Linked DNA regions of Sus scrofa: region 2 is linked to region 1. The links are chromatin contacts, called in public Hi-C maps. All regions are on one chromosome and are shown on one strand. The core of a region is the stretch at or near the end of the contact, and the rest is flanking DNA. Distances in the headings are between cores, read along the strand shown.

Evidence for each region. Hi-C and Micro-C count contacts between places; a contact is called where the count stands out from the background.
Region 2: a Hi-C map of liver shows a contact between it and region 1, with 4 times the contacts expected there. The contact joins the enhancer-like site here to the promoter of PCSK6 in region 1. A contact is called at or near these places in 11 of 47 Hi-C or Micro-C datasets (embryonic fibroblasts, fetal liver, heart right ventricle and 3 more).

What each region holds. Positions count from the first base shown.
Region 1 is chr1:145,506,945-145,510,111 of Sscrofa11.1, reverse strand. It overlaps PCSK6 (proprotein convertase subtilisin/kexin type 6), which reads right to left and starts at 1,454. Exons shown (of 21, transcript XM_021098951.1): 1 at 1,155-1,454. The coding sequence starts at 1,439.
Region 2 is chr1:145,559,145-145,562,311 of Sscrofa11.1, reverse strand. The region is part of intron 2 of PCSK6 (proprotein convertase subtilisin/kexin type 6); the gene reads right to left. Among named protein-coding and RNA genes, the nearest start is that of PCSK6, 52 kb to the right of the region's middle. Within about 2 kb of position 1,526, at least 22 of the 83 cell types and tissues checked have an H3K27ac peak or open chromatin away from gene starts, as enhancers often do. A contact at or near this core is called in fetal liver, liver, retroperitoneal adipose tissue and 1 more, where this site is marked.

The DNA.
Region 1 (3,167 bases), core at 205-2,704:
GAAGTTGTTTCAAAAATCCGGCAGGACCTGGCGGGGAAGGGAGATTTCTGATCCCAGGAAGGGAGCCCTGAACGGCAGTCACTGTGCCTCTCACTTGCAATGTCCAGAAGCTCACAGCTCAACTTCAGTTCCCCTCTGCTCCTTTAATTATAACAGCCAAAACCCAGGCGCTCTGTAATTTACCGGGCAGTGTAAGAGTCACTTTTAGCTGAAGACAAATTGCTGGGCCACCTGGGCAGAGCAGTGAAGTGTGGCAAGAGCCAGGGCCCTAAGCAAACAGGGGGGAGCAAGGAACCAACCAGAAAGACCCAGAGGAGCCCCTTCTCCGGTCTGAAGCATGAACTCGGGAGATTTAGGAACCACAGAGAGAATCAAAGCCAGTGCTACCTGAAGGCAAATCTTAAATCACAGGATGTTTGGAGAGACCTGAGCGGTCAAAACACACACACCAAAAAAGAGACACCAAAGGATGTGATGGGTTCTTTCAGACACTCTGACCTGCAGTGTAAAGTACAGTTCAAACGAGCACAATCTACTTTTCCAGAAGGGTGCACATCACACAGGAACTGCATCCACGCTGGAGTTAAGATGCAAAGAAAAGTCCTTTACATTAGGGCCGCACCACACTCTGCTGGCTTCTGTCACGGAGAATGATGAAACCAAATTTAACACTGCCTGGCAGTAGGGGCTGAGTTATGAGTGGTGCCTCCCTGTCACTACACTTGATCCTCTTAAGTGTGTAATCTGGAGATGTGTTCACCGCACCGACAGGTCCCCTGTGGGACCCCTCCACCGGCCATAAATCAAGATCAACCCCCGCCTCACTGCCACTCTTCAGGGTTGGGGCTGGAAAAAGGGGACCTGCCTCCAAGGTCCTTTGAAGGAATGCCCCCTTCGTGCCCCGGTGCCGCGGAGCCAGGTTCGGCGACGGGACGAGCCCGGTGGGTAAGGAGGACGGCGCCCACCACGGCGGGGCAGGTGTCCGTGCCCTCTTGCGCCGGGCCTGCGTGGGCGCCCCCGCCGGCCACCCGTTTGTCCCCACCGAGGGCCCCGCGCGCCGCGCTCCCGGGCAACTCCCCAAAGGAGGCGCCCCCTCGCGCCGCTCCCGCCGGCGGCCGGGAAAGTTTTGGGCGCGTGAGGCCGGCTGCACTCACCTGGCCCAAGTTGAGGTAGCCGTGCGCCGCGGCCACGCGGTCCGCCGCGGCCGGGCCGCCCAGCACTTGCACCGCCCAGTGGTTGGTGTAGACGGGGCGCGGCGGTGGCGGCGCGGAGCAGGCGGCGGGCAGCGCGAGCAGCAGCAGCCAGCGCCAGGGGCGCGGCGCCAGCGGCCGGAGCCCGAGCCCGCCGGCGTCCCCTGTGTCCGCGTCCGTGTCGGCAGCGGCGGCGGGGGCCCGGGGCGGCGGCCGGGGCCCAAGCGCGGGCAGCGCGCGCGGAGGCATGGCAGCGGCAGGCTCGCGCGGCGCCCGAGCGGCGAGTGCGCCGGGGGGGTGGGGTGCCGCCTTTTAAAGCCGCTCCGCGCCGGGGGAAGCGCCGCCGCCGCCGCCGCCGCCGCTGCGGGCGGGAGCGAGGGAGGAGGAGGCGGCCGCCGCGCGTTCCCGCCCGCGCGGCCCGGCGGCGCCGTGGACCCGCGCTCGGTGGCGGGCACCCCGGCCTTCGTGAGCCCTCGGCGAAAAGGTCCCTGGGGAACTTCCCGCACTTTGGAGGCGCTCGGGACACAGACGGGCCGGGGCAGCGCGTTCCCCTGGCCACCAGGGAGGGTGGGGCGGGTGTGGGGGAGTGGGGTGCGTCTCAGGTGCTTACTGTTCCCAGGCCGGTGTCGTTCCACCCGCCGGGCAGCCTGGAGGCCTCATAACGCCTGACGGTGTTTGACCTCATTCACAGGAGGCCTTGCTCATCCCAGCGGGCCACAGCGGGTTCGCCCTCGGTTCTGGGTTTTAGGGCCAAGAAGCCACAGGGAAAGAGGTGGCCGTGGCCCAGTCCAAAACTAGGCTTGACTGAAGGGGCATGGTGAGGGGGCAAAGACATTTACCCAATTAGCTGGTTCGGTAGAAACCTAGGGGGACAGCTCCCTAGAGGTCCCAGGGAGGTAGATAGCGCTGGGGAACCCCCCCCCCCCAGTCGACCATTTCCTATCTGAGTGATCTTGGGCTCCACCTGTAAGTGGGAGTGACAATAGTATCTATCCCCTGGAGCTGTTTAGAGCAAGACATGAGTGCTGGCCATGCACTAAGCTGTTGATAAACATTTGTTTTTAGGAGCCCAGACCTGCCACATGGTAGGTGATCTCCAGTTGGGTAGACCTTTCATACCTCCCACTGACCTGGGACCAGTCAGTGGGAAAATGAGATGAATCATCTTGGCCTCCCGCTGCCAGGAGTCACCTAGAACCCAATAGGTAGTTACTTGGTATACCGTGGAGCGCTGAGGGAATATTCACACCTCAGAAGAATGGTGAGAGGTGAGGATCGTTTCAGGGTCTCTTGTCCCTTGCCTTGCAAGGGGTGTTGGTCCCAGCTGGCCCCATGTGGAAAGCAAACCTTTCCCCTAATTAATGTGGGCGGGGAAACAAAAAGTAGGTAAGGAGGCCTTAATGCAGGAAGGGAGTCAGAGACTGCTGGTCCCTTTGCAGGAACTGTCCCTTGCCTTCCAAGTGCTGCAGAGCACGCACCTGAGTCTGTGGCTTGGCAGGTAGAAGGTAGTTGAGGAGGGGCAGGAGGGGGTGGGATTCCTCGGGGGAGCAGGACCCATGGCTTCCCGGGGCCTTTCCAGCCTCCCTCTCAGGAGCCCTTTGGTTTCGTAACCCACATGATTCATCCTTTCTGCAGGCGTGAGTCACCCCAATGGAGGTGGGAGAACGTGAGGCGTGGTGGGAGGCCCAGCAGGGACACGGGGACAAGCCAAAGTCTTGTTCACAAGGGCTTCTGCCCAGGGCCCGTTTTGGAACCTGAGGATTGATTTCCACGAGTTCTTCTCTTTTCTGCACTTGCCACAGGTTTTCCTCCCTGACCCTAGGCAGGTGGGTCAGCTCCCTGGGCCTGCCCCACAATGCAGAATGCAGGCCCCTGGTACCCCTCCTGCAGATGCCCTAGACATTCCCCTGCCCCACCCACATGAGAGACAGGAAGCCCTAACGCAGTCGTGGCTCCCCTGCAGGAGCCCACACCATC
Region 2 (3,167 bases), core at 277-2,776, 52 kb before region 1:
AAAGCTATTCTAACTCAGCCTTGAAATCCTCCGCCCATGTCACAGAGGCAACCGGGGACCAGCCTTGTCTTCCCTTCCTCGCCTGCAGCCACAACTGGAACAGCAGGGTCCAAGTTCCTCCAAGCTGAACTGCATGGGCCAAAAGGTGACCCTTAACGCTGGTGAGAGACGGCACTGCTGCTTCTGCTAATGTTGGGAAACAGTAGGGTGAGCGGACTTGAGGACATTAGTTCTCTTCATTCACTCCGGAGTGAGTTCTTACTCCGACTGAAAGGAAAGGAAGCACCCTGTCCCCCTTGAGGATCACCTGCTTCTGCTCATAGACAACCTGCTCCCCAGTCACCAGTCACCTTCTGTCAAGGACATCAACATAGGATGCGGCGTGATGAATTCAAGCCCTCTTTAGGACTTTTGCCACAATTTAACCAAGGCCACAGTAAACTTCTGAAGTCATTACAGAAAAAGAAGTTGAGGAATAAACGGTAACAGATACAACGGGCTGATGTGAACCCACTCCGTGAACACTGAGATGTTTCAATACACAATGACTAAGCATCTGTCTATTATTTACCAGGTAGTCTGCTGGACTGGGAGAAAAAACAAATGAGAGGCGGCCTTGGCCTTTGACAGCTTTACAGCTCAAGGTGGGCGTGCATGCATCTAACCACGAGCTCCTCTGCCTCCCTGCCGCCTCTCCGTGGTTTCTAGAAAACTGAGTGGTCTGCCCTATCTCACACTGGCCTTAGGGACCAGCTGCAACTCCCACCAGCCCCATCCCTGTCACTCACCAGATTCCCAGGAAACTAAACCCCTCATTTCTCCCACCAACACCACTGTGTGCTCTCAGTGCTTCCAAAGTGGCCAGCAGGAGATGTCACAAGGACAATACGGGGGGCCCGAGGTCCAGCAAGGCTGACAGCTGTCAATGGACAGCTCTCACAGGCACTGGGAACTGCAGGGAGAGGATGTCCATGTGGCCACAAAACCCTTCAAGATGTCATGTTCTCCCCAGCAGTGGTCAGTTCTGAATGGGTGCTGCTCAGGCTCTGGCCCTACCACCTGTGTGTGAGTATCACGCTGGGATGAGAGCAGAGGGCTAATAAGCAGCCTTGACGACACCTCCATTCCTGGAGTCTGGTGGGGAAGTCAGGCGCTAAGGGAAACCTCACAAACTCAGAATGTTAACATCATACTGCTAGGAGAAGCGAGCTAGCCGGAGGGCTCTAGCTTCCGGTGGCAGGGCTATGGCTGAGACCAGAGGGTTGGGGAGAGTCACAGAGGGGAGGCAGTCTGTGCAGAGGCTGTGCAGGGGGAGAGAGCAGATGCCATCCAATGAGGAGTGTAAAGGCCCGTGTGGCTGGGGCCACAGGGAGGTCAGGCCAGGAGGACAAGGACTTGGGCAGGACAGTCCCAGGGGTGGTTGGCACCATTCCAGAAGTTCTTCCGGATCCCTAAGGATGGTGGAGAGCAGACTGGTGTTGGCCAAGGGTGCCCACAGCAGTCTAGTGACCGGGCAGTGTGGGGTTCAGGTGAGAGGACTCTCGCTTCTGTGACAGAGGTGTGATCAGGGGTGGCCAGTCGACTCTGGGACGAGGTGACTTTGAGACATCTTTGAGGCATCTAAGTGGAAGTGCTGAGTGTGCCAGGGGGTGAAATAATAAAGCATCATCTTTTAAAGTATATTGGAAAGTTCTAACTGTTTACCAATTCGTAGTAGCCAGTCCACTAGCCCCAGGGTTCTGCAGAAACGTGAAGAGACAGCCGCAGACCTCTCCTGTCCCCACGTGGGTCAATCCATCAGGCCCTGTGAGGCAGCCCATCCTGCCCCCAGCCCATCCCATAGTTCATCAACCCTGAGATCGATGTGGTCACTTTCTGTCTATGTGCTTGTATTTGCCAGGAACTTTTTGTTTGTTTGCACTCCGAATGGCTCCAGCACACAAAACTGTCAGATAAAATTCCATCTGTGGTTAATGGAAAGATCGGCTTAAACGTTGCATCACTGCTGGAAAGAAACCTGAGCTTTGATTAAACTCTGGGGACAAAGTCCCATCCTATGAAACAGAATGCCCACTCTGGTCCCAGAAATCATTTTCCAGCTTCTGAGAGTTAAAGTACTAAAACAAAGCATCAACCCAAAGCCGCCCATTGCCCAGGAAGGAGCCTCCGAGGGCCTCCCTAATAATATCTTTATCCTCCTGTTTCCATCATCAATCTGGCTGAGCACTGAAGGGAAAGGAAGGGCTGAACCAGAGTCATCATTCTAAAATGCAAGGGTTGGAAGACGCAGGCAGCAATGTCGAACTATAAGCCAGCTTGGAACATAATCAGAACAAGTAATTTTTAAAAAATGTGTGAATCCTTTCCGCCATTGGCTGATGCTTCTGTAACATCCACCCTTCTCCAGACTTTTGGCCAAAAGAACAAGTTAAAAACAAATGCTTTCAGTTTGCTTAAATGACAGCCCTTGGAAAAACCCAGTGACTGATACCATGCCCTGAGAACAGTCAGGCTGTTCTCCCAAGGAGCGGGCTCGTCAACAAAGCCCTTTGAGAAAACGGCCCTCTTCAAAGGTGGATAAAAACATCAAGGAAAGGTGATTAGGAATGGAAGGGAAAGGACTGCACGACGCTGGTACAGGATCAGGGCAAAGAGATGCTTAATAAACGTGTGTGTGGCTGAAGTCTTAAATCTTCCCTCTCACTTGTGTTTCGTTTCGTTTTGTTTAACAAATGTACACTCTACCAGCTTTCATGGGAGGTGCGGATGGGTTGTAAATTCCGTCACTTATCCAAGCGATTTTGTACAACAGGGACTGGAGCTAATTAAAATAAAATACCATCTGCATTCGATTGAACTTTATCCTAAACCCTCTAACATTCATCTCCAGTGTGGTCATTCAAACACCATGGCAAATGCATTCCAATAATTCTGAATAATATTAAGTCATCTCTTCCCTTCCTTAATAATATTAATGACACAACCCTCCAATCGCGCAGGTGTCACAAAATTGCTTTGCTAATGTGGGAAAGCGTCCGGGTGCACCACAAGAAAAGATAACGCTAAATACTTCTGGAAAATGGCTAATTCTACACCATATTTCATCAGAATGACTAGGTAGAGTAAATATTAGTCAGACTGACAGCTAATTGATTTGGTTTGCATTA